Regions from separate parts of the Rattus norvegicus genome. Here region 2 is linked to region 1. Evidence: chromatin contacts called from public Hi-C data. All regions are on one chromosome and are shown on one strand. Each heading gives the region's core, a stretch centred on a gene start, on an enhancer-like site or on the middle of the called end of the contact. The rest is flanking DNA. Distances are from core to core; before and after follow the strand shown. Region 1 has its middle 25 kb from the start of Ip6k2. Region 2 holds the start of Uqcrc1 (ubiquinol-cytochrome c reductase core protein 1).

Evidence for each region. Hi-C and Micro-C count contacts between places; a contact is called where the count stands out from the background.
Region 2: a Hi-C map of psoas muscle shows a contact between it and region 1, with 2.2 times the contacts expected there. The contact joins the promoter of Uqcrc1 here to the enhancer-like site in region 1. A contact is called at or near these places in 4 of 12 Hi-C or Micro-C datasets (the A7r5 cell line, liver, mammary epithelial cells and 1 more).

What each region holds. Positions count from the first base shown.
Region 1 is chr8:118,335,592-118,343,500 of GRCr8, reverse strand. It overlaps a transcript of Prkar2a not described here. Among named protein-coding and RNA genes, the nearest start is that of Ip6k2, 25 kb to the left of the region's middle. Within about 2 kb of position 3,185, at least 8 of the 93 cell types and tissues checked have an H3K27ac peak or open chromatin away from gene starts, as enhancers often do.
Region 2 is chr8:118,463,996-118,471,904 of GRCr8, reverse strand. It overlaps Uqcrc1 (ubiquinol-cytochrome c reductase core protein 1), which reads right to left and starts at 3,682. Exons shown (of 13, transcript NM_001004250.2): 1 at 3,612-3,682; 2 at 3,243-3,383. The coding sequence starts at 3,680.

The DNA.
Region 1 (7,909 bases), core at 1,936-4,435:
CCTTTATCTGCTGAGCTGTTAGGCCCCTACCCTGTGGTCTTTGATTTCTTTTATTGTTATTTTTGTTTGTTTGTTTAGACAGTGTCTCAGTAAGCGTGGGTGTCCTGTAACTCACTCTGCAAACCAGGTTGACCTCGAACTCAGAGATCTGCCTGTCTCTACCTCCTCAGGACCCATACTAAAGATGGGTACCATCATGCCTCACTTTAAAAACAATCTGGGGGCTGGAGAGATGGCTCAGTGGATAAGAACACTGGCTGCTCTTCCAGAGGCCCTGAGATCAATTCCCAGCAACCACATGGCGGCTCACAACAATGTAATCCTAGTTCCAGGGGATCTGACAGCCCCACAACAATGCATAAAACATAAAGTTAAATTTAAAAAAAATATGAATGCTGGAAGTTGAACTCAGGCCTTGTGCTTTCTTTGCGAGTGTGTTACCAACAGCGATCTCTGCAGCCTGTTTTGGTTTTGAGAGGAATTCAAGATGAATCTAGAAAACAGTAAGAATCCCTCACATCAAAAGAAAAAAAAAAGTCAAGCATGGTGTCATCTCAGAATTTGGCTGAGACTGGAGGATCACCATAAGGTCCAGTCTGAGTGGTGTAGTGAGACCTTGGGGGCGGCGGGGGGGGGCGGGGGGAGAGGCGCTCTGGGTGTAGTGCCACACACCTTTAATCCCAGCACTCAGGAGACAGGGGCCAGTGGATCTCTGTGAGTTTGAGGACAGCCAGCCTGGTCTACAGAGTGAGTTCCACGCCAGGAGGAGCAGCACAGCCAAGACCCCATCTCAACAAGGGAGGAGGAAGGAAGAGGAAGAAGGAAAGGAGAATGGGAGAAGGAAGGGGAGCTAGAGGGGCAACAGCAGACTTAGAAGGCCATGCTTGGAAAATTGTGATTTCAAGGCCACCCGTGGGTGACATGACATCCCATTCAAAAAGATACACAGACACAAATGATCGTTATGTAGACACAGATAGTCCGAACGCCTCACCCTGGCTATTGACCCGAAGAGTGATTAAAATTGGGACAAGGACCCAGCATGAAGGCCAAGCACGAGGGAGCGGCAGGGTTGATGGGAGGCTCTTGGCAGAGGGAAGGGCAAAGCGTGCTCCCAGGCCAGAAAGCACGATACAACCAAGGAGCACCTATGTGTAAGACAGCCCCTGCAGCCTGTAGAGACGTCAAGTAGGCAGTGGTCCACCCCGGTGTAGAGACATCAGCCTGGTGATAAAACTCCAAGCCATCCCCGTTCTCAGGGAGAGAGAAGGGAGATCCCAGTCCATTGCAGCTTCTGGCTATTACGGCTGCTCAAGATGAGAGTGATCTCGAGGAGGAAGGAAACCAGGAGAGATGAGCATTGCTTAAGAAGGCGACCCTTGAAGCAGTGGCTGGGAGTCAACCATGGTGAACTCTGACTGAGCTGGCATATGCACTGGTTGTCACTAAAAGTCTCTGGGGAGGCACGGCTGGGGTGTGGCAAGAGTGGGAGGTGATGGGAGGGTGGCAATGCATCACCCACAAGCAAGTCCCAGGCTGCTGTCGAGAAGGAGGCAGGAGCTGTGGGATCGTTGATGGATAGAGGATTCTGACACTTGTGAACATACAGCTTGATTTTCCTCCCTTCAAACATAAGGTGCTTCGTGGCATCATGGTGGCCTTCAGGCAAGGCAACAAATACTGTCAGAACCCTGGAGAAAGATGGATGGCAGATACTGAAGTAGATCCTCCTTCAGAGTCTGGCGAGATCAAATCTGGTTTCTGGGCTAGTGTGTTAGGCTGCTGCTCCCTGCCCTTCTCTGGCTGTAGCCCGGGTCTTAGGAAGCACCCCTCTTCGCTAGTGTCTGAGCCTGGGAGCAGGTAACGTTGACTTGGGACCAGGCTTCCCTTCATGCTACTTTTGTGACTTTACTCCCAGTCCCCATGGTTTAAAGTCTGCCCTGGGCCCCTGGTACCTGGTATTAGACATGGAGCTCAATGCTAGACACGCGATGTTCTCATTGGGATTGGAAGCGATATTTCTGTCTCCTGTGACTCCGTTCCTACTCACTGCTTCAGATCATGGGTCATTCAGGAAGGGAGCTGGCTGCCGCGCATCATCGCTAGGATATTCTCCCAGAACAAAACACAGGAAAATTACCAAGAGAAAGGTTCCTCAGGGCCAGGGCGGAGGCGGTCCCAGCATGTCCTGGACACGTACACTTTGTCCTCAGTGCTTCCAGGCAGCACACAGCCCTGGGGGGCCAGCTGAAAGCTCCCCATTGTCTGGATGGCTGCCCAGTCAGTGAGCCCCGACCCCACCACTCTCAGTTCACCAGGCCTTTGTGGGGCTTTTTGAATATACACTTTTAAGGTTTTTAATTGTGTATAGGGGTGGGATGGATGGGAGAGGTACTTGAGCTAATGACAACACAGAGAGAGAGAGAGAGAGAGAGAGAGAGAGAGAGAGAGAGAGAGAGAGAGAGAGGGAGGGAGAGAAAGAGAGAGAGAGAGAGAGAGAGAGAGAGAGAGAGAGAGAGAGAAGTAATGAAGGTCAGTTTGCAGGAATAGATTCTTGCAGAGAACTGAATCCCGCTCTTTCAGTTTGACAGCCTTTATCCACTGAGCTATCTTGCTGACCCTGAGCCTGGCCTTCTATGTAAGACTTAGCGAGACTAGCTTCTTTGGTTAGCTGTTTATAAGGCCCACTCTGTATCAGGGAGTGGGGACTGGTTTTGCTATAAGCCAGAACATTCCAGCCTTGAGCACAGCAGAAGAGAGGAAACACACTGGCCACTGGACCCTAAGCTTTACTGAAGCCCCTAGCTGGTGAGGCAAGGGTCTCTAAACAAAACTAGGGCGGAACGGATGGATGCCTCCGGTAAGCATGTTGTTTCTCAGAGGGACAATCTGAGGCTCAGAAGTCACATTTGTCCTATGGGCAGCCTCCCCCAGGAGCTGTCAGCATGGTAGAACCATCTTGAGTTGCAAGATTGGGACAGCAACCTAAACGCCAAGGTCTAAAGGACACGGTTTCCCACTCGATGGTGCCCTGCCCAAGGCTGTGGTTGCCTGGGGAACCATCCCTCATTTGGGATTTGGGCTGAGATTTGGAAACTGACTTGGAGCTTGGATGAGGTTGATTCTCTCACTTGGGATTGGCTGCAGGTCTAAGATAGGAGGCCAAGAGCCCAAGGGAGTCAGGGATAGCCTGTCCCCTGCTGACTGAAGTGGGGAACTGCAGCGAGGCTGGTCAAGGTCACACAGAACAGTATTGCTGGCGAGAAAACTGGATTCTTGCCACCCGTCAGAACAGAAAGCAACCTAGGCCAAAAGCGTATCTCTGGCCAGCCTTTGTCACATTTTTTTTTTTTTTTTTTTTTTTGGTTCTTTTTTTTCGGAGCTGGGGACCGAACCCAGGGCCTTGTGCTTCCTAGGTAAGCGCTCTACCACTGAGCTAAATCCCCAGCCCCTGCCTTTGTCACATTTTAAGTGACATGAAAAGGAGGACGAGGATTTCTGAGGAGTCCAAGAGTCTCACTAACCCAACTGTCTCTTTTGTTTCTCTCGGGAGGCATCTGTAGCCAGCATCACATGAGAGGAGGGTGGAGGAGATGCTGTGTGAGAAAAGTGATTAAACCACTTGTTTAAGAGGCAAGAGGCCGGGCTGGAGAGATGGGTCAGTGGTTGAGAGCACTGACTGCTCTTCCAGAGGTCTTGAGTTCAATTCCCAGCAACCACATGGTGGCTCACAACCATCTGTAATGGGATCCGATGCCCTTTTCTGGTGTGTCTGAAGACAGCTACAGTGTACTTATATATATATAATAAATGAATAAATCTTTAAAAAAAAAAAAAGAGGCAAGAGGCCTTCGATGGTGCCACACCTTTAATCCCAGCACAGAGGCAGGCAGATCTTTGAGTTAGAGACCAGCCTGCTCTACAAAGTAAGTTTCAGGACAACCAGGGCTACACACACACACACACACACACACACACACACACAGAGACACACACCTACCTCTGTCTTGAAAAAACAAAACCTTAAAAAAAGGGGGGGGAGGACAGAGAGAGAGAGAGAGAGAGAGAGAGAGAGAGAGAGAGAGAGAGAGAGATATGCATAGCCTAAGACAGTAGACACCTTAAAGTGGAAGGCCATGGCTGCTGTCCCCAGGAGTCCAAAATTATAGGCAATGAACTCCATCAGCACTGATAAAAAGATCTAGAAGCCCCTGGTGGACCACAGTACTATTACTGTTAGAATCCCTTGGGCTTAAAGTGTCAAAGACACAATTGGCCATCGGGATTTGTCCAATAAACAATGAACTACATTGCATCTAATATATGACGTTTCAATTCAGAGCTTGGCAATTTTCATCCAAATTCAGAACTAAATATTCTTTATGTTTCAGAACCAGTGAGGAAACAGTGTGTGCTATTTGCCAAATCTATAATGAGTCAAATCTGCCTTTAGAGACAACAGACAAAGCAAAACTTTACATTTACTTCTAGGTGCAGGGAATGGCTCATGCCTAGATCTAGGAGGCTGAGGGAGGATTGTTACAAGTTCAGGCCCAGCACGGGTTACAGCCTAAGGGCCGTTCTCAAAAAGCAAGCAAACTACAACAAAAATCCCACCAACAGCGAAAGACCAAAGTTACACTTTTCAGGATGCCTTGTGAAACAGCCCCTATTTCCTTCTGTGTCACAATAAGCACTAGTTCTATTGTTACAAAACTAAATAACTCACTAAGATTACTGAGATAGTCAGATTTGACGGGATAAATGTTTAGCCTCTTGGTTCAACATAGTAACATAAAAGCAGTCTTCGAGGGGGCTGGGGATTTAGCTCAGTGGTAGAGCGCTTGCCTAGCAAGCACAAGGCCCTGGGTTCAGTCCCCAGCTCCGGGGGGAAAAAAAAAAAAAAAAAAAAGCAGTCTTCGTGCAGTACGCCCTCTTTGGGACTGAGACTGTGGATGTGATTCTGAGACAGAAACATGACCAACCCAACCACATCAATTTTTGTTATTTTGTCCTTTTTTTTTTTTTTTTTTTTTCCGGAGCTGAGGACTGAACCCAGGGCCTTGTGCTTGCTAGGCAAGCGCTCTACCACTGAGCTAAATCCCCAACCCCCACATCAATTTTTAAAGCTTGAAACATGGCCAATCTGGCTGTTAGAAGATCAGCTATCAGTTTTCTGGGACCTAGGTAGGTAACTCATGTCCCTATCACTTGGCACATTTATATATTCAGGCCTCTCTGTCCAGTGACAGTAACATCCAGTGAGCTTCTTTGATCTCAGGGAAAGACAAGGTACAGTAGGCTATCATGCTTACTAGTCTAGCTATAGTAATACAAAAACATCCCAGCAGACAGGAAATGGTTTCTGTCACTGGTATCTTCTGGGAAGGGGTAAAATAGGTACCCTGGATCTTATCTATAGCAATATACCATGGTGTTACGGTTCTGTGTGTCCACTTGCCTAGGTTATGGGATATTTGGTCGACATTTTTATGGCATTCTCATGAGTGTATGTTTTGCATGAGATTAGCATTTTACTTGGTAAACTTAATAAATCAAGTTTGACTTGCCTAATGTGGTTAGGCCTTACCTGACCAGCTCAGTCTGAAAGCCTGTAAACAAAAAGGCCTGGCTGGAGACACAGTTCGACCAATGGTAGCGTTTTTCTAACATTTGCAAGGCCCTAGCTTTATATCCTTAAAGTGGAAGAGCATTTTCCTCCTGACCTTTGACCTGGCACGTGCCCTGTCTCCTGCTGTCTCTCACACTAAGGCATCAGTTTTCCACAGCTCTTGAGCCCGCTGATGTTTAGACAAGAGCCACACACAGCACTGGCTGTTCTAGTTTTCAGGCCTCTGAATTTAAGACCAGAACTAAACTACGTATTCCTCGGGGTCTCCAGCTCACCCTGCCCCAATCTTCAGATCTGCCTGACTAATCATGCGGACCAATCCCTTACACCACGCCTCAGAACCCTTCTCTCCATACCCACCCCACCCCACACTGACCGTTTCTCTGTGGAACCTAATTACTACAAATGTCCAGGGCTTCTCCCCCATTTTCAAGGGGCCTATCAACCCCAATAACGTATTTGCCAGGTAAGCGCTAAGATGGCCTGGAACCCTTAAAAGAGAAGACAAAAATATAACGCAGGACAAACCAGGAAAGTCAGACATGATTTGTCAGCCTTTATTAGTCAAGAGTGAAGCCGAGACCTAGAGTTTCCTTTAAAAAACAAACAAAAAACCAACCCAACCTTGTTTACAGCAAATGATGACTGATTTCTAGTGACTTTTAATTATACGTTTAAGACTACAGATCAAGAATTGTTTGTTTTCCAATCATATATTCTTTTGAGATTAAAATACAAGTGTAAAACAGGTTAAAATTAGATTCACCCCAATGATTTAAAAAATAATTCCAATTGAAAGAATTTCAAACACCATGTATAGAACTCAGGACCAAAAGACAACCATAGAATCTTTTTACCTTTGAGGTAGCACAATAATGCTTAATTGGTTTTTTTTTTTTTAAAATTATTATTACAATGAATTTAAAACATAACAACAAAAAACGACGAATCTAACCTTTGCTCAAGGTGGGCTATATGGTTTTCTGCAAATCCCCCATGAGGTGAGTGACAATTTTCACTCTTTTTTAAATTTTTTTTTATAAAGATAGCCCTGCAGAGTGTAATAGGAAACCCACGGGAAGGCTGCTCCCCATAAAATAGACATCAGAATCACAGAGGAACGTCAGCAGTCAAGACAAGAGAGACGAGAGGTAATTGTAGTGAAAGATCAAAAACTACCCATATCTTGGTGAGATTGGTTTACAAGTGCATTATCAAAAACAAAAATTTCAATATCAACTGACTGAGAAAGATAAAAGATGACATTCATGGGTCCTTTTCTTTCTCTGTGCAAAATGCTTTCATCTTTTTAAAATGAGGGCTGCCACACGCCACGGAACGCTGTGTGCACAGGGCGCCAGGACACCAGCAGCACGCAGTGGCTCTGCCACCACAAGCAGCCAATCTGGGCAGTCAGGGTGGACGGAACCTCTCCACTGGAGCGTTGGTTTCTCTTGTGATTTTTTAGTTGTTTTTTGTTTTGTTTTGCTTTTGCCACTTTGCTGCTGAATTTGCTTACTAAACTGCTCAAAGAAAGAAAAAGCTCAATGCTGATTTCTGAGACTCTAGATCAGAAACAAATAATTCTTTAATAAGATTATGAGCTCAGAGGACAAGACCTAAAGAGCCTGTCCTGCAGAGAATTCAACCGGGAGAAGAGCGTGAGTAGGCTAAGCTGGGGCCAGAAAGGAAGGGAAATACTGCGGTTGGACCTCCAGGCTCTGAGGAGGATTCTCTGTCATCCCAAGTCAATAGCAAAGCCAGGGAAAAGGGAGGGAAGCCCCAACCCTCAGAAGAGAGGAGAGCAAAGGAATTTTTTTGATACTCCTCCCAGGAGGCCTAGCTATCTGCTGTAGGAGTTGCCTGGCACAAGGAGAACACTGCAACCTTGAGAAAAATCTGCTGTCACCTGATTCTTGAAGCTGCAAAGAGAACTGGAATACTGTCAGGGCCTGGTGCTGTGGTGACAGTCGCCTTTCATCGCCACACCAGCTCCTGCAGACACGTGTACCTCTCCCATGCCCCCATCCACACGTGCTCCGGCACAGGGCCACACTGCAGTGAAGACTCAATCAGTAGTTACAGAACTTGGACTTGGTGCCTTCTCTGTGAAAGAGCAGCCGTCAGTGAGGCAGGAGGGTGACAAGGAGGACTCTGAAGCCAAGACTGAAGTGTGAGGGCAGGCTAAGAAGGCCTACCCCTAGCAGCCTACAGGAATAACTCTGGCATGAGATTCACAGCCAACCCTAACCAAGGCTGGCATGGAGGGTGGGGTGA
Region 2 (7,909 bases), core at 2,433-4,932, 130 kb before region 1:
ACTGTGCCTATTCACTTGGCTCCACAACTATAATTTTTAGTTAATCTACTTTCTTTTATGCACGAAGCCTATCATTTGCAGACAATAGTTTATTTTCTACATTCTAAGAAACATATGTGAGCTAGGTGTGGTGTCCCACATCTGTAACCCTAGCATTCTGGAAGGCAGAAGCAGGATTATGAGTTCAAGGCTAGCCTGTGCAACACAGCATGACCCTGCCTCAAAAACAAAACCAAACCAAAAACCAATCACTATACAACCCCTTGCCTTGTTCTGATGGTTTTATTCTTTCATCAGGAAGGGAGCTACAGGCTTCGATGCTTTGTATTTCAGCATTTAAGGAGGTACTGAAGCGGGGTGCGTTGGAACACACTATTAACCCTAGCAGAGGCAGGTTACACAGTGAGACCTTGTCTCGAGAACAAAGAGGAAAGCAACTTTCTGAGTGAGACCCTGTAATGATGCCTCAGAAACTCCCACATGGATCTCCCCACATTGTTAGGCAGGTCCTCAAAGCAACCCTCACCTTTATTTTTCCTTAAAGATTTATTTATTTATTTAATGTATATGAGTACACCATAGCTGTTCTCAGACACACCAGAAGAGGGCATGAAATCTCATTATAGATGGTTGCTGGGAATTGAACTCAGGACCTCTGCAAGAGCAGTCAGTGCTCTTAACCACTGAGCCATCCCTCTAGTCCCAGTATGGGTTTTTAACCCATGAACCATCTCTCCACATACACACCTCTCACCATGCTCCAGGTAACAATCAATATTCCTTTCATTTTTTTGAGGCAGGATCTCACCATGTAGCTCTCACTGATCTTGAACTAAGAGATCCATCTGCTTCTATTTCCTTTTTTTTTTTTTTTTTTTTTTTCGGAGTTGGGGACTGAACCCAGGGCCTTGCGCTTGCTAGGCAAGCACTCTACCACTGAGCTAAATCCCCAATCCTGCTTCTACTTATAAAGTGTGAATTTTAATATTCTTTTATGTTTTTTTCTTTTTTGAGACAGGATGCCATATAGCTCAAACTGGCCCTGAATACATTCTATAGCTGATGATGAACTCCTGCTCCTTCTGCCCACCTCTCAAGTACTAGATTGCGGGCATGCGAGCACTGTGAACAGTTTCCTGACGAGCTGTGAAACACGCTACTTACCCACATGGCTGAGCTTATCTGCTCACAGCTAACTGTCTACCACATGCTTTGCGAATAGATGCTATACGCCAGTGTGCAGGATAACTTCAGATAAGCATGCCTTTTACTCTGTGTGTGAATGTATGTGCACCTGTGTGTAAGTGTGGGCGCCTATGTGCATGTGGTGGCCAGAAGCTACACCATATCCTTCCAAGCTGGAGCCTCAGGCATTTGCAGGACTCTCAGCTTGTTACCTGGGTGCTGGGATGTGTACTCCAGCTCTTGTGATTGCACAGCCAGTGCCTTTAACCACTGAGCCATCTCTCTAGCCCCAACAGTCCCCTGACTCTTAACATCTTAGATCACGATCCACAGTATCCTTCGACTTTTAAACGACACCATCTTTTCTCGGTAACGGAAGCATAATCAGTTTGTGGAATAGAGCATGATTTACTAAGCTTCATTAGTAGGTTTTGAGTCTATTCATGTAGGTTCTACATGTCAAGGAATTTATATCCTGTGTTTATAACAACTTTATCACAAGTCATTATTTGCTCCTAGAAAAAGAATCAGACAAAAACATAACCCTAGACAGGCAGTGGTGCACACGCCTACAATCCCAACATCCAGGAAGCAGGGACAGGCAGATCTCTGCGAGTCTGAGGCTAACCTGACCTACACAGACTGCCAGAACACTAGAGTGCAGGGTTACACAGAGAAACACTGTATTGAAAAACAACGAAACAATTTAGCCCTACTAAATGTCTTGGGAGGATTGGTTCTTGGAGTTTTCTCACCTAGTAAACACACCTAGTAAAGATTTCAATTCTTGACTCCATTTTGAAGATTTCTAAATTCTATGTTCACTATTTCATATGGATGAGTGTTTTGCCTGTGTGTATGTATATGTGTGTGCCTAGTGCCTGTGGACGTCAGAAGAGGGTACAGGATCCCTTGGGACTGGAGATATAGATGGCCGTGAGCCACTGTGTGGGTGCTGGAAATCAAAGCCAGGTCCTCTAAAAGAGAACAAATGCTATAAACCAGACTCAATTCTCCAGCCCAATTTGCAATTTTGAATAAAATATTTGAGTTTGTGTGTACGTATCCCAGAAGGCCAGAAGTGGGGAAGGCTAGAAGAAAGTGTCTGATCTCCTGGAGCTAGAGTTACAGGTGGCTGGAAGTTGCCCAATAAAGACGCTGAAAGCAGAAATCTGGTCCTCTGTAAGAGCAGCAGCCCTCTTAACCAAAGAGCAAACCAGTGCTCCAGATTTGCAACTATTTTTGGATAATCATCCAATTCAATGTAATCTTCAAAAGCATTTTTTTTCTTCCTTCAGTGCTACGTATCAAGCTCAAGGCTTTATACTCACTAGGCAAAGGCTCCACCCCAGTTAATTTCCCAGTCTTTCAGAGGCATTTATTTTCTGTGTTCAAGTGTAGCACATACACATAGATACAAATATCTATGGAGGGCAGAGGAAACTGGGTGCTGTCGCTTATTACTCTACACCTTGTTTTTTTACTTTTGAGGTAAGCATTGAAGACTCATGCCTTTCTTTAATCCCAGAAATTGGGGAGCAGAGGTAGATGGATCTCTGAATTCAAGAGGTCAGCTTGATCTACAGAGTGAGTCCCAGCACAGCCAGGACTACACAGAGAAACCCTGTCTTGAAAAAAACATGAGGAAAAAACTAATTTAATTTTTACGTATGTATACATGGGATGGTGAGATACTGTAGGGTTTAGGAGTTGCTCTTCCACAGGACCCAGGTTCGATTCCCAGCACACACAAGGCAGCTCACATCCACCTGTAACTCCAGTTCCAGGGGCTCTAATGTCCTTTCCGGGCCTCCGTGGGCATTATGCACAGACATGGTGAACATACACACATTTGAGTAAGCCACTCATACAGGTAAAAGTAAGACCAGCTAGACACACTTGCCGCTGTGAAGTCAAGTCAGAATTGAAGACTGGTACAGGGACAAACCCGGCAGTACTCCAGTCTCCACCCAAAACACGTAAGACTGCAACCCAAGGTCACATCCCAACCTAGGACAACACGGCGCGCCTCATCTGGAGGACTGGCAAACACTCACCGTGCAGGTAGGATGCGAGGACTGCTCCGAGGCCACACGCAGCCCGTTGTCCAATACGCTGACCTGTGTCTCCGGCACGCTCTGGAGGGCCTGGACGAAGGTTGCGGTACCCCGCAAGGCAGGTAGCCTCAGCAGGGCCGGCTAAAGGAAGAAGGTGACCACTGTAAGAACTGCTCTCCAAGCCTCTGGGACCTCGACTCTCACATCCAAGCCCGAGAAGATACCCATCCCCGCCCTCCGCCATGACCTTCCCACGGCCCTGACCCCCGCGACCTCCCCACTCAGACCCGCCACTGCTGAGACAGCCTACTCCTCATCTGCGTGCCAAAGCCCTGAGCCCTGCAGCCCAACGTCTCGCTGCCACCTCACCGAGCGGCAGGTGCGAAGTAGCGCTTGCGTCCCAGAGCAGGCCGCTCGGCAGACTGCGGACGCCGCCATCTTCTAACTTCCGTCAGCGTAAAGCCGCGCTACGCATGCGCAGGGTGGAGTATGAGGCGCAGGCGCTGTAAGGAAGAGTTGGTGCTCGATCGCCCCCTGCTGGGCATCAAGTCCATTGGCAAGAATTAATCGCATGTTGTCGTTTGGTCCTTGTGCCTCTAAGAGAACCTGCGACTGGCTGGCCCTTAGACGGTCCCATTCGTCGCCTTCTTCCACCTGAGGGAGGCGGTGTGCAACTGCAGGAGATGTAAGCCAGCAGCAGCTCAGAGCCCTGGAGGACAGTGGCTCAGCACACATTAAGCCCAAAAGCTGAAGCACTTTTCTGTCTGTGCTCTCTGTGCTAGAAGGTGTCTGGGAAGAGGAGACAAAAAAGAATAAGGAGTTCAAGGACATCCTCTCCTGTGTAAGGAGTTCAAAACTATCCTGGGCTATGTAAGACAGTGTCTCCAAAATGTAAGAAAAAAAAAGTGTGTGTGAAAAGAAGGAACCGTGTAGAGGTAATTTGTGAAATAGGACTCCTTGTTTGGAAAACAAAAACTAAACAAAAAAATGTCTTTTCTGTATTTGTGATTATTTCAAAACATTAAAAAAACTATCTGAAATCAGACAAACAATACTTAGTGTATATTGACATTTTGTGGACCAGAAATATGATTTAGAGCAGAAAATAAAGTGAAATAAAATCTTTTAAATTGCTGGATGTGGTAGTAAATACTGATAGTCCAAGTACTCAAGAGGCAGAGGCAAGTAAGCCCTCTGAGTTCCAGACCAGCCTGGTATTCACAGTGAGCCAAGGATATCCAGCGAGGGCCAGCCGCAAACACACAAAGAAAGAAACAAAAGACAAACCCTAGTTACCTGCTTCTTTTCTCGGAGAGAAAGGGTCATGTGTAGCCCAAGCTGGCCTCAAAATCACTTTGAAGCCTAGGATGACCTTGAACTTTTCTGGTCCTTCTACCTCCCCCTCCCAAGTAATAAGATCAGAGGCAAATAAGTGCCACCGACGGACGGGCTTCCCTGGTGCTGAGGGGTAAAGCCTGGGTCTGGTGAACATTAGGCAAATTCTGCCAACCGAGCTACATCGTTAGCTCTCTTTCAGCTTCCTGAAAAACGTGAGTTTTTAGTTTAAGATTATTTTATCTACTATGTGTGTGCACATGATGTATGCATGTCTGTGGGGTGTCCCCACGTGGGTTCAAAGGTCAAAGAGCAACTCCGGGGAGTCTGTTGTTCTCTCCTTCCAGCTTTACATAGATTCCAGGGGTCAAATTCAGGTCACCAGGCTTGCACAGAAAGCACCTTTAGCTACGGGGCCATTTTTAGAGCAGCTTTATACTTACAGAACTGTGAGCAGATGGTATGGAGATTCCTCATGTACTTCTCAAGCATTGGTGAGCCAGCCGTTCCTTGTGCTGGCAGCTTACGTTAGCCAGCTCATCTATTACTATTAGCGGGCCATTATTAGTTCATTATTAACTAAAGTCCATAGTTTGCATAGATTTCCTTGAGTCGGTTTTTTGTTTGTTTGTTTTGTTTTGTTTTAATTTAACCTAATGCCCTTTTTCTAATTCAGGACAGTATCTTACATTTGCTTGTCTTAGGCTTCACTGGTTTGTAACTCAGTGTGTTCTGTTTTTAACCATTCCAGACTTTAATGTGACCATTACGAGACTTTAGATTTAATGCTGTAATAAAAAAAAAAAAAAAAAAAAAAAAGGAGGAGTGTGCCCTTTGGAAGCCTGTGTAAGACAAGCAAAAAACAGTGATCACCGGGGCCTTCCTTCACGGATTTTGTAGGATCTAAAACCCTGAAAGGTAAACAGTTGTATCCTTGTGCTCCTCAGGACCGTCACCCACTCACCTCACCGTTAAACAGCCTATTAATTGCATCATCTAAATTAGAGGTGCCTCTCAGCTATTTCAGTATAACTGAAAGGCATCTAAAACATCATTTTTTGCCAGAAGGTCTCTTCGCAGTGGTTTCAAATCCGAATATTTGACATTTCTTCTATCACTACATTAGGACTCAAGGGGGTTGGTTTTTTTTTTTTTTTTTTTTTTTAGCGTTTTGGTTTTTTGTTTTTGATGCGTATGAGGGTTTGTCTGCCTGTAAGGAGGTCAGAAGAGGACACTGAGTCCCCTGGCACTGGAGTTGTAGACATGGAGCTGCCATGTGGGTGCTGGAAACTGAACGTGGGGTTCTCTGCAAGGGCAGGAGGTGCTCTTAACCCCTGAGCCGCCTCTCCAGCCTCTCGTGTAGCTTTGTGTTTGAAAAGGTTTACTCTTGCTTTACGGGTATCAAGTGCTTTGCCTACATGTATGTATGTGTGCCGTGTGTGGGGCAGGTAGTCTTTCTTGGAGGCCAGAACTGGGAGTCAGGGACTTGAGTTATAGATGGTTGCTACCTGTCATGTGAGTGCTGGGAATTGAACCCAGGTCCCCTGCAAGAGCACAGGTGCTGTCAGCCACCCAGCCATCTCTCCAGGTCCATGGTTTTTGTTTGTTTGTTTGTTTGTTTAATAAATTACTGGGCCACTGAGATGGCTAAGTGGGTAAAGGTGTTTGCTGCTAAACCAAGTCCCCCAAATTTAACCCCTAGAATTCACATTGGTGGAAGGAGAGAACTGACTCCACAAAGTTGTCCTCAGACCTCCACATGCACACAAATTCGTAAGTGTACAAATAAATAAATGAATGGATAGATGGATACAATTTAAAACATAATTATTTGCCAAGCTGAGACATGACTCATAATAGTTTATACAAGGCCCTTTATTTAGTCCCTAGCATCACACAAGAAAATTGGATTCGTTTGTTTGTTATGAGCTGGGCATAGTGGTGTGTGACTTTAATCGTAGCACTTAGGACACAGAGGCAGTTGGATGTCTGTGGGTTCAAGGCCAGTGTGAGTGCCAGGACAGCTAAAACTACATAGTGAGATCCTGCTTCAGAGTAAGGGGTGGGGGAGAGACAGAGACAGAGAGAAAGACAGAGAGAATGAGGGGGAGAGAGCGGGAGAGAGGGGGGGGAGAGAGAGAGGGAGAGGGAGAGGGAGAAAGAGATTGAGAATTACTATGTAGCTCTGACTGACCTGGAGCTTGTGTGAACTGGCTTGCCTCAGGCTCACAGAGATCCACCTGCCTTGGCCTCTTCGGTGGTGGGATTGGAGGTCTGGGCCACCATGCCTGGCTGAGAAAACTATGTTTAAAGTAAGCAACAGCTATAATTATTAATATTATATAATTATTCGTCATTACACAAGAGCAAACATTCCTTTGTGTCCGTTTACCCAGCCCCCAAATCTGGGTTCCTACACCTGTGTTCATTACTTTGTAACTGGATCCTGTGTTGAAAAGAGTAAAGGGAAGAAAATGTTTAAGAGTCAGACATGCTCTTGGCCTTAGGACCCTCTCCCTCATTCAGACTTCTGTGTCAAGAGAACAGAACAGAGTGGAGACAGAGACAATGTGCAGGCTGATGCACAAAATGAGAGATGAGGCAGAAGCCCAGGTAAACTGGCTTGTTACCCAACATGCTTCAGGGAAGAAACAAGGAATGCTAGGCGCTTGAGATGCTGGTAAAAGTTGTCTCAGTGGATCTGGAACTTGTACCAGCTCTTTACTGCCAATCTGTGAGACTGTCGCCTTACTTCTCTTGGCCCTGGACCTGCTGTATTCATTTCTCATTTGTCATCTGTGTCCAAGTGTAATATATGCAATAAACCATCCCTTCTGCTGTCTCAGCTGAAAAATTAAAACAAACAAACAAACAAACAGATAGATGTCTTGCGTGACCAGTATGTGGACTATCACAACGATAAGAGCTTTGCAGAAATATGAAAATAGAACATTACTCAAATCCCAGGGAGGGAGAAACGTCTGAAGCGGTAAACACCAGACTCCTGGGAGGACCACGAAACGCCCAAGTCCAGAGGGCATGTGTAAGTTCTCCAAGAGGTGGAGTGCGAACTTGACCAGGAAAACGGATCCTTAGCAAATTGGTCATGTTTCAGTTTGTCTTAGGAGGAAATCGGCTGAAACGAGACCCTCTTCCACAGACATTACCTCCCTTCCTCTTCTCTTCTTTGGCTAACCTGGTTTTCGGCTTGGGGAGGGACTCTTTGTCTCCTCTTCCTTGTCTGCTTGGGTTACAGATGGCCCTCCATGCTCACCCAGCTTTTTATTCAGATGCTGGGGATCTGAACTCTGACCTGAACAGTTCCAGGAACT